Regions from separate parts of the Mus musculus genome. Here all the other regions are linked to region 2. The links are chromatin contacts, called in public HiCAR-type maps. All regions are on one chromosome and are shown on one strand. The core of a region is the stretch at or near the end of the contact, and the rest is flanking DNA. Distances in the headings are between cores, read along the strand shown. Region 1 holds the start of Nkx6-2 (NK6 homeobox 2). Region 2 holds the start of Ptdss2 (phosphatidylserine synthase 2). Region 3 holds the start of Zfp511 (zinc finger protein 511).

Region 1 (3,139 bases), core at 382-2,881, 1.5 Mb after region 2:
GAGGGAACTGAGCCTAGCCCCCGCTGCTGCTGCTCGCGCCCAAATGGATCCTGAGAGTGTAGACTCAGACTAGGAAGCCAGTAACTGAAACCTCTAGGCGCTAGGGGCCACTGCGTACGGGAGGATGGGTGAGGATCATACGTGCAAGGTCTTTCAGGTCCTGCAGAAGTCAGCGGGACCACAGCACTTATTTCCAGTTCCCGCCATAAAGTGGCTTTCCAAGCCTTGACCTGATGGAGACGCGTGGCGTAAAGACCCCACACTAACTGTTAAAAAACGAAACTGAACTTCTAAGAGGACCAGCAGCAGTGGACGTTAGGCCCCTACGTGAAGCCTTTAGGATCACTTTTGCCCGTAAGACAGAAACCTTGGAGACCAGGGCAAAAGGGGAAAGTCGTTATTAACAAACTGCACAGGGCCTCTGCTTAAATCGCCAGGACCGGAAACAGTAGATTCTATTTCCACAGGTTGTATCACAATCAGTACTAGGTATTATGAGGTTAACAGTAAGCACTGCTCAAGAGGAGGAAAGAAATAAGCGCCAGCGTGCTACCTTCTCGGATCCTGCTGTGCGCCGCCGCACTAGGTGGCTGCAACTTCAGTTAACTGCCCAACAATTTTATGGAGTGAGAGGCCCCTGTACTAGAAAAGAAATTAAGGCCTAGTGGGCTCTACAGGCCGGGTCTATAGCCAGTGCTCTGTCCGCTAGACTGCAAACGCATACCCAGCCGAAGTCAGTGAGTAAGGTGATCCTTTCGTCCTGGTTCTTGAATTCCAAAACCGCTGCATTCTGGCCCGAGGTCCAGCTTGCCAGAAAGCAATAAGCAGGAGAATTCTGGTCCTGGGCCTCAAAGTCTGGACACGGGTAACCTCCTAGGTGAGTGCCTAATAAGCATAAAAGTTCAAGGGGGACGGCCTAGCCTCTCCCAGATACCCCAACCCAACTTCAAGGATTTCAGAACGGGAGGACAGCATAGGTTGTGTGTGTGTGTGTGTGTGTGGTAGTAAGGTCACCGGTTGCCTGGAGCCATCTAAAGTCAGTGAGTTCAGTTGGCAGAGTTTGGCAGATCTGAGGAAGCCAAATCTATCTGGTCCCTAGAGTCCACCCTTTTTCGTTCAAAATCCACCCAGAAAAGTTATACCCACAAGTTCACAACAGCCCACACCACCACGAGCTGGGAAGGAGAAGGAACCCCAGTACAGGGCTTGGGCCCTGATCCAAGATGGAGTGCCCTGACCTGTGGCGTCCAGCCGTCCCAGGCTCTTCCCTGAACTAAGCATACTGAGCTTGAGCTTTCGGAGTGGATCTTGAAATCTACATTCTTTCGGTCGATAAAATATGTTCTCGTATTTTTTCCTGATTTTCCCATTAAAACCTTTGCCTAACTAAACTCCCATCCAACGGGATTTATTTCATCTCTAGGGAGATAAATCAGGGGGCAAATTTACAGTCCCGGAGGCACCTGCCTCGCTAATGGGCCCTTCATGGAGTGCATGGCCGGCGGGGGCGCGCGCAGACGGGCCGGACGCTGGCCAATGGCCTGGTCGCCAGTGCCTTCAGCCAATCAGCGCGCGCGCCGCGCCCAGGCCCCGCGGTTATCAGTGCGTCCATCCCGCGCGGCGCCGCTCCGACCTGCCCCGGAGCCGCCACTGCCGCTCCCGCCGCCCTTAGTATCCCTGCCTTCTCTCTGACCGCCGCCCATTCAGCGCAACAGCCGTCGGTCCTCTCGCTTTCCCGTAGGGGCCGTCGGCGTTCGTTTGAAACGCGGTCCACCCGTCCCAGCGTAGCCGGCGCTCTTCGGCGCCGCGCGCAAACTTCCCGAGCCGGCGGGTGCGGGCGGTGGCAGCGGGGCCCGGATGGGCGCCCGGGTCGGAGGCGGCGGCGCCCATGGACGCTAACCGCCCGGGTGCGTTTGTGCTGAGCAGCGCGCCTTTAGCCGCGCTGCACAACATGGCTGAGATGAAGACGTCGCTGTTCCCCTACGCGCTGCAGGGCCCGGCGGGCTTCAAGACACCCGCCCTAGGCAGCCTTGGCGCGCAGTTGCCTCTAGGCACTCCGCACGGCATCAGCGACATCCTGGGACGGCCGGTGGGCGCAGCGGGTGGCGGCCTCCTAGGAAGTCTGCCCCGTCTCAACGGGCTCGCCTCGTCTGCAGGTGTCTACTTCGGGCCCGCAGCCGCCGTGGCTCGGGGCTACCCCAAGCCGCTGGCGGAACTGCCTGGGCGCCCGCCCATCTTCTGGCCTGGGGTGGTGCAGGGCTCTCCCTGGAGGGACCCGCGACTGGCCGGCTCCGGTAAGTGGCCCGCGCGGGATTCGGTAAGGAGAGGGGCTGGGCGCGGGCCTCGGACTGCGCTCACTGGCTCTTCTTCGCAGCCCAAGCCGGCGGGGTCCTGGATAAGGATGGCAAGAAGAAACACTCGCGGCCGACTTTCTCCGGCCAGCAGATCTTCGCGCTGGAGAAGACTTTCGAGCAGACCAAGTATTTGGCAGGCCCAGAGCGCGCGCGGCTTGCCTACTCTCTGGGCATGACCGAGAGCCAAGTGAAGGTGAGCTCGAAATGGGCCGGGGTCCAGCAGTATTGAGGCGGGGCCCGGAGTCCGCGTCCTGCGAACGGCCGGCGAGCGGCGGTTCGGCTGCGGCCGGACCGCGGAAAGCGCTGGCGCCAGGCGGGTCCGGAGTGCTGGTCGGGTGAGGCGAGCCTCGGTGCCCGTCTGATGATCCCTCCCCCAAACCCCCAGGTGTGGTTCCAGAATCGGCGGACCAAGTGGCGCAAGCGGCACGCGGCAGAGATGGCGTCGGCTAAAAAGAAGCAAGACTCGGATGCCGAGAAGCTGAAGGTGGGTGGCTCAGACGCGGAGGACGATGACGAATACAACCGGCCCCTGGACCCCAACTCCGATGACGAGAAGATCACGCGGCTTCTCAAAAAGCACAAACCCTCGAACTTGGCGCTCGTTAGCCCGTGTGGTGGCAGCGCGGGGGACGCCTTGTGAGGACGCGGCCAGGCCGGAGAACCCGAGAACCGGGACTCGCGGCATGCCCCGACGCCAGCCGCCCAGCCGCAGTGTGTATATATATTTTTACAGAATAAGTTATAAAGCGGACGTTGGCGCGGCCTTGGCGTGATGGCGGAGTACG
Region 2 (2,872 bases), core at 290-2,789:
ACAGCCCGACTTATAGGCCATTTTAATGTCCAAAGGACCTCAAAGGTCAAAGAAGGCCATCGGCACTAGCTCTGGCACCATACCCACAACTTCAACTGCCCCATGCTCGCTTCCAAGCGCGCTCTCTCTCTCTCTCCCTCTCTCGCTCCCTCCAGGGTCTGGCTGTACTGGAAACTCACTATGTAAACCAGGCTCGCTTCAAACTCACAGAGACCCACCTGCCTCTGCCTTCCAAGTGCTGGGATTGCTTCTTTTCCCTCTAATGTTTTCACAGTCATTAGACGGAATCATATTGAAAAGCAGCTCTGGTTGGCTCTCACTGCAGAAGCTGTCCATAACCCAGGGAAGGTGCTAATAGTATAAGGTCCAGATGCAAAGCTATCTCCCACACCCAACCCACTTTCCTGCTATTTCAACTGTATCTCACCAGTGCCTCAGTTACCACTCCCACTTGCAAGCCAGAGATACAAGCTGACATACACAAGAGTCCCTTGGAGGACCCTATCTGTGTGATGGCACCTTCTCCTGAATTATCTTAACACTTCCAGACCAGGATTCTCTCTGATCAAATGTGTTCTGGACACTGCCACAGCTCTGTTCTCTCAGAGCAACTTCCACTTAACATCCCCTCCAGTGGGAACACATTTGTTTCTGTGCACTTGGGTGTCACTTGCCTGTAGGGCCCACCCTGGGACTCCAGTGTCGCATAGGTGGGTAGAAACTTGGCTGCCTGAAATAAAAGCAAAGCCATTCCTCTCATGAAGCGTGCTCCTTCTCACAAACAAGGAAAGGTGAAGGGTTAGCCCAAGGTCATGGGATTACACCTGGTCAGCCAGGGCGGTGGCATGGTCCTTCAAAGAAGCAAAACACCTGCAATTCCTACGCACTCAACTCCACGAAAGGCAGACGGGGCAACCTGACCCCAAAACTTGTCAGAGGTTGAGTTGTGCAAGCAAGGGTCACTGAAAAGGGTAGCTGTGAGGAAAATCTACCATACAGATATGCCATGCCCACCAGGCCAGTTCAGGGCAACGTTACGGGTGAAGAGCAGGGGAACAACAGCTATCCCCCAGAAAGGGAAACCTGAAAAGTCACTAATATGTAGTGGCCAGGCCTTCCAGAGCTCATCCCGGGGCTCCTCCGATCCGAAAAAACACTCGACATCTCATACGGAGACGACCACGGGGGGTTCCACGAGGGCCGGAGGGAGTGAGGCGCTCCCCTGGCTGATCCAGGCCCTGACGGTTCCCGATTCCAATCTAAACTGTCTGTCCCAAACTCCTGCCCCGACGCGGGGAGACCCTCACCAAAAGAAGGTGTTAGTGCCATCGTCGTAGACTTCAGACTCGGTGCTGCGGCGGCCCTTGAGCAGCGGAGACTCAGATCCCGAGCCTCCGGCGACTCTGCGCTCGCCCCTCCGCATGGCGCCCGGCCTGCGCAGCCCAGTAGGCTGCAGGCGGTGGGCTGGGGTCGCAGTGCTGCCCGGCGGGGTCTCCGCGGGAGTGGGGCGGGGCCGTGAGGCATTGTGGGACGCGTAGTGCGCGCCGGGCCGCAGGGCATGCTGGGCGCTGGAAAGCCCTAAACTGCCCGGTGGGAGGGACGCGGTCCGGTTGCTAGGAGACCGGCCGCGTGCTCCGCCTGACAGAGACTGTACAAGCCGGCTGGCACTGGCTGGTGTTGATAAAGTTCCGAAGACATATAATCTCTGGGGATAGGGACGCAAAAGAGACTCAACCTAAACTGTTGTGGTAGACAGCCCTGCCAAGCAAACTAAACTCCGGAAGCTGAGGCAGGAGGATTGAACGAATCCAAGGACAGCCTGAGTTATTCAAACCTTGAATTAAAAAAAAAAGGAGGCGCCGGGCACTGGTGGCCCATGCCTTTAATCCCAGCACTTGGGAGGCAGAGGCAGGCGGGTCTCTGAGTTCAAGGCCAGCCTGGTCTACAGAGTGAGTTCAAGGACAGCCAGAACTACACAGCGAAACCGTCTCGAAAATGAATGAATGAATGAATAAATAAATAAGATGAAATAGTGATAGAGAAATGGCTTAGCAGTTAAGATCACTGCCTGACCTTCTAGAGGATGGAGTTCAGTTTCCACTCTCACATAGCAGCAGTGGCTCCAATGCCCTCTTCTAGTATCTAGGGCACTGTATACAGTTGGTGTATAGATGCATACACTCAACCAAAACACTTATACACTAATAAATAGATGTAGATAGATAGATAAATTAGATAAATTATTGCCAGACATGATGGCATAGTCCTTTAATCCTAGCACTCAGGTATCAGAGGCAGGAAGATCTATATGTGTTTGAAGCCATCCAAGTCTACACACTGTGAGCTCTAGATCAGCCAAGGCTAGACTCTGTCTCAAACTTTAACGTAAATAAAAATTAATGACTAAATTAGCAGGACCAGTCAAGTTGGATAGTTGAAACTGGTATGGTTAGTTGCTGAGAGTACTTACATTTTGCCAGAGGTAGGGAATGGGCTTCTTGTCTGAGAGTGTGGGTCCTTCTTCAGTTTTCTCAGATGTGTTGGCTTGTGGTGCCACCAGCCTGCAATCCCAGCACTTTGAGGTGGAGGTATATATATCAGGGAGTCTGTGGTTATCCTTCACGTGAGATTAGGAGTTAGATAGATTCCCTGATAGGCAGACAGAGAAGAGAGAGCCTATTGGATATTGAAGATGACAAAATTCAGCCGGGTAGCGGTGGCCCACACCTTTAATCCCAGTACTCAGGAGGCAGAGGCAGGAAGATCTTTGTGAGTTTGGGGCAGCCTGGTCTACATAATGAGATCCTAGAAAACAAAGGCTACAAAGAAAAACTCTATCTTGAAACAAACAAACAAATAAACAATAAGATGG
Region 3 (3,211 bases), core at 369-2,868, 1.1 Mb after region 2:
TTATTCCAGGAATTATTCTCCTTAGGGCAGTCTAAACAGTCATGCTAACAGACAGCTTTGTTGGCAAGTTTATAAAAGTAAGCAGAGAGAGAGAGAGAGAGAGAGAGAGAGAGAGAGAGAAACCCTAGGGGGTTCCATGGGAGAAGTGTGAAGAGCACACAGGGGATTCCATGGGAAAAGCACACACACTTGGGACAGTCCCCAGTGCCCTGCTGGTAGCATCAGAGGGCCATGGAAGACACCACACCAGCACAAGCACTTGCTAGCACCTCACCCTCTGCTCTGTTAGTGTCCTCACTAAGATTTGATTACAGTGTCTGTTCCCAGGCTTAAGACTGGGGACAGTCACAACTGGGTCCCTCACGTACCCTCTGTTCGTCTTGGGCTTATCAAATCGGAAATCCGCAGGGTACAGGTGTAGCCTCACCATGTGATCCTTCCGGTCTTGGCTGGTCTTGAACTTCTCTGGGCAGCTTTCAACCAAGCACTGGTACTACAAAGAATAAAGTGTCACCTCTACTCTCACCCTGCCCTAAGCCCTAATCCCAGTCACCACTGCAGATGCACCCAGTGCAGTCAGCACCCACCATGTCTTGCCTCTGGGCCAGGATCTGAAACAGAGAGTCGTGCCATTCCAGGATGTGGACATCCAGCAAATGCCCAGAGGGGAAGGCACGGTTGCAGAAGGAGCAGGTGTTTCCATGCATCATGTGGTAGTGGTGCTGGTAGTCTTCTATGGCGGCAAACACTTGGCAACAGCCAGCCACCTGACAGGTGAACTCAGGCACCCTGGGAAAGGAGGTGTGTCTCTTGGAAGAATGTTTCCCCCTTCCCCCAACTATCCCAAGGCAGGAATTCCGGCGGAACTTCTTACCCATATTCCAGCTGAGCCTGAAACAAGAAGAGCGCTTCTTGTGCCACCCCAAACCTTACTAACAGACTAGGGGAGGGAAGTCCAGCCAAGCCATGCTCCTGTTAGGGCAGGGTGGTGCTAAGTGGATGCTACTCGGGTGTCAACTGGGAGGGGTCGGAGTCCCAGGGTGTAAGCGGACGAGAGAGGAGGAATCAGGATAGCGCTAGCAAGCCGAGTAAGGCCTCGAAGCCAAGGTGCTCACATGGATTTTTCCGGCGTCTCGGACACTTGCGTGAGCATGTCCTGCAAGTACAGGTGCCGCTGCACATCCCCATCCTACAGAAGACACGCGTCAAGAGCTGTGGGTGGACTCCGGCATCGAAGCCACGCCCTACAGCTCGGAGCCACGCCCCAACCCATAGAGCTGTGTCCAGCCCCTTGATCCGGTCCACAGGTCCGGTCCCCACAAGCCCCGCCCACAGCGACAGTCTTGCTTCTAGGCCCCTCCCTGTGGGGCTCAGGACATCTTCCGCCCGGGTTGTCACGCACCTCGAAGAATTCGTGATCCCGCGGGAAGCGCACGGCACGCGGCGCGAATCGGAAGGGTGCCTCCCCAGCCGCAGGGTTCCTCTCCACGGGCAGCGGTTCGGCTGCCCCCGGCTCCCCGGCCAGGCGGGAATATAGTGCAGGGGGAAGCAACATCACCACGGCCGCCGCGGCCCTTCGGCCACCGTCGGAGGGGTGGTGACGGACGTGACGTCTACTAACTTCCTGTGGCGACCCTGCGGGGCGGGACGCGACGCGCGGAGGTGAGTCAGGGCTGGGTCTGTGTTGTGGCGGGAACTGGTCGGAGAAGGGCGGGGCTGGAGCCGGGCGCGGGATCGGGTACCGGAGCCAGGCTGGCCTGCAGCGGGGAAGAGCCTGATTCTCTTGGGCCTCTGCCGCCGGCGGTTCCGTCCGCCAGCCCGGGCTTGTCTCGCTCCACGGTGCGACTGCCTCTCTGGCTCTTTCAGTCCTCTCCAGGAGTCCAATTGGAGGCAGTGGCCTTGGGAAGTTCGTGGTTAGTGTGACTCCTCTCTTGACAGCCCCGCGGTGACTGCGGTGCTGGCCTGCGGGTTTTCTGCATCTGCTGCTGGTGCTCGGGGTTCAGGGGTGAAGGGATCAGGGCCTGCTGCAGTAGAGACAGGTGTGGAAAGAAACCCTAACCTAAACAAAAAGACGATCGAAACGTGCGGCTGACACTTTGAGGGGCTTTAACTTTGCTCCTCTACCAAAGTAGGTCACCCTCCCCCAGTATGAATATAAGTGTCAAGAAAGAAGGGACGCTACTGTTTAATAGATACAAATGAAAGCCTTTTGGGATTATTCTCCCTCTCTCTCAGCCCAGGCCTTGCTCGGTCTGTTTCTCTTTCTCTCTGTTCTGGATTCTTCCAAATGTCTCTGGATGTTTTCTCTCTTATTTATAGTAAAACCTTCCCCCTAAGGAGAGGGACCTGGGGAGCAGGGAGAGGCACGGGCGGGGGGGCGAAGAAGAGAAGGAGGGAGGGATGAAGGAAGGAAAGCCTTTCTGTAATTAAGCCCTGGAAATGAGCGTTTCTATGTCTTTAGACAGCTGCTTATGACCAGGCGTGATATCATCTCTCTCACTTTTGTCTCTGTAAAAGTATTTGGATTCTTGACATTTTGCAAATGATAAAATGTTTTTGACAGGCCATGTCTTGGTTAGGTGTTTTGTTTTGTTTTTTGTTTTTTGTTTTCGAGACAGGGTTTCTTTGTGTATCCTGGCTGTCCTGGACAACTCACTTTGTTAGACCAGGCTGACCTCAAACTCAGAAATCCACCTGCCTCTGCCTCCCAAGTGCTGGGATTAAAGGCATGCGCCACCACTGCCCGGCTTGGTTAGGTGTTTTGTTTGGGGGCTTTTGTTTGTTTTTTACTGTGTAGTCCTGGCTTGTTCTGAGACCAGACTGGTCTTGAACTAGGAGATCTGTGACTGTCTGTGCTTCCTAAGTGCTGGGGATTAAAGGTGAATGTCTCACACACACACACACTCACACACACCCAGGCCAGCCTGCTTTCTTGCTCAGGGGGTGGCACCCCCACACACAGTGATCCAGGCCTTCCCCCATTAGTCATCAATCAAAGAGATGCCCCATAGGTATTGATTACAGGCTAAATCTGATAGAAACAGTTTCTCAATGGAGATTCCATCTTCTCAGATATGTCTAGGTTTGTGTCAAGTGTACAAAAGCCAACCGGCACAGGCTGGTTTTATTATCTAGGAGCCTGTAGTGGTTCTCAACCTTCCTAATGCTTCGACCCTTTAATACAACAGTGCGTGTATTGCTGACCCCCAAC

Evidence for each region. HiCAR-type assays count read pairs that join an accessible place to other places.
Region 1: a contact with region 2 is called in a HiCAR-type map of embryonic stem cells, with 4 times the contacts expected there. The contact joins the promoter of Nkx6-2 here to the promoter of Ptdss2 in region 2. A contact is called at or near these places in 1 of 39 promoter capture datasets (hippocampal neurons) and 1 of 115 datasets of contacts at active chromatin or transcription factors (embryonic stem cells).
Region 3: a HiCAR-type map of astrocytes shows a contact between it and region 2, with 6 times the contacts expected there. The contact joins the promoter of Zfp511 here to the promoter of Ptdss2 in region 2. A contact is called at or near these places in 2 of 39 promoter capture datasets (cranial neural crest and pre-B cells), 1 of 484 Hi-C or Micro-C datasets (embryonic stem cells) and 2 of 115 datasets of contacts at active chromatin or transcription factors (astrocytes and embryonic forebrain).

The regions. Positions count from the first base shown.
Region 1 is chr7:139,581,289-139,584,427 of GRCm38.p6, reverse strand. Nkx6-2 (NK6 homeobox 2) reads left to right here and starts at 1,631. Exons shown (of 3, transcript NM_183248.3): 1 at 1,631-2,294; 2 at 2,375-2,547; 3 at 2,740-3,139. The coding sequence starts at 1,889. The coding sequence ends at 2,994. It overlaps Gm33031 (a long non-coding RNA gene), which reads right to left and starts at 1,632. Exons shown (of 7, transcript XR_003946896.1): 1 at 1-1,632.
Region 2 is chr7:141,129,953-141,132,824 of GRCm38.p6, reverse strand. It overlaps Ptdss2 (phosphatidylserine synthase 2), which reads right to left and starts at 1,539. Exons shown (of 12, transcript NM_013782.4): 1 at 1,308-1,539. The coding sequence starts at 1,423.
Region 3 is chr7:140,034,798-140,038,008 of GRCm38.p6, reverse strand. It overlaps Zfp511 (zinc finger protein 511), which reads right to left and starts at 1,618. Exons shown (of 6, transcript NM_027201.1): 1 at 1,403-1,618; 2 at 1,116-1,189; 3 at 588-789; 4 at 369-493. The coding sequence starts at 1,555. Tubgcp2 (tubulin, gamma complex associated protein 2) reads left to right here and starts at 1,335. Exons shown (of 18, transcript NM_001286007.1): 1 at 1,335-1,662.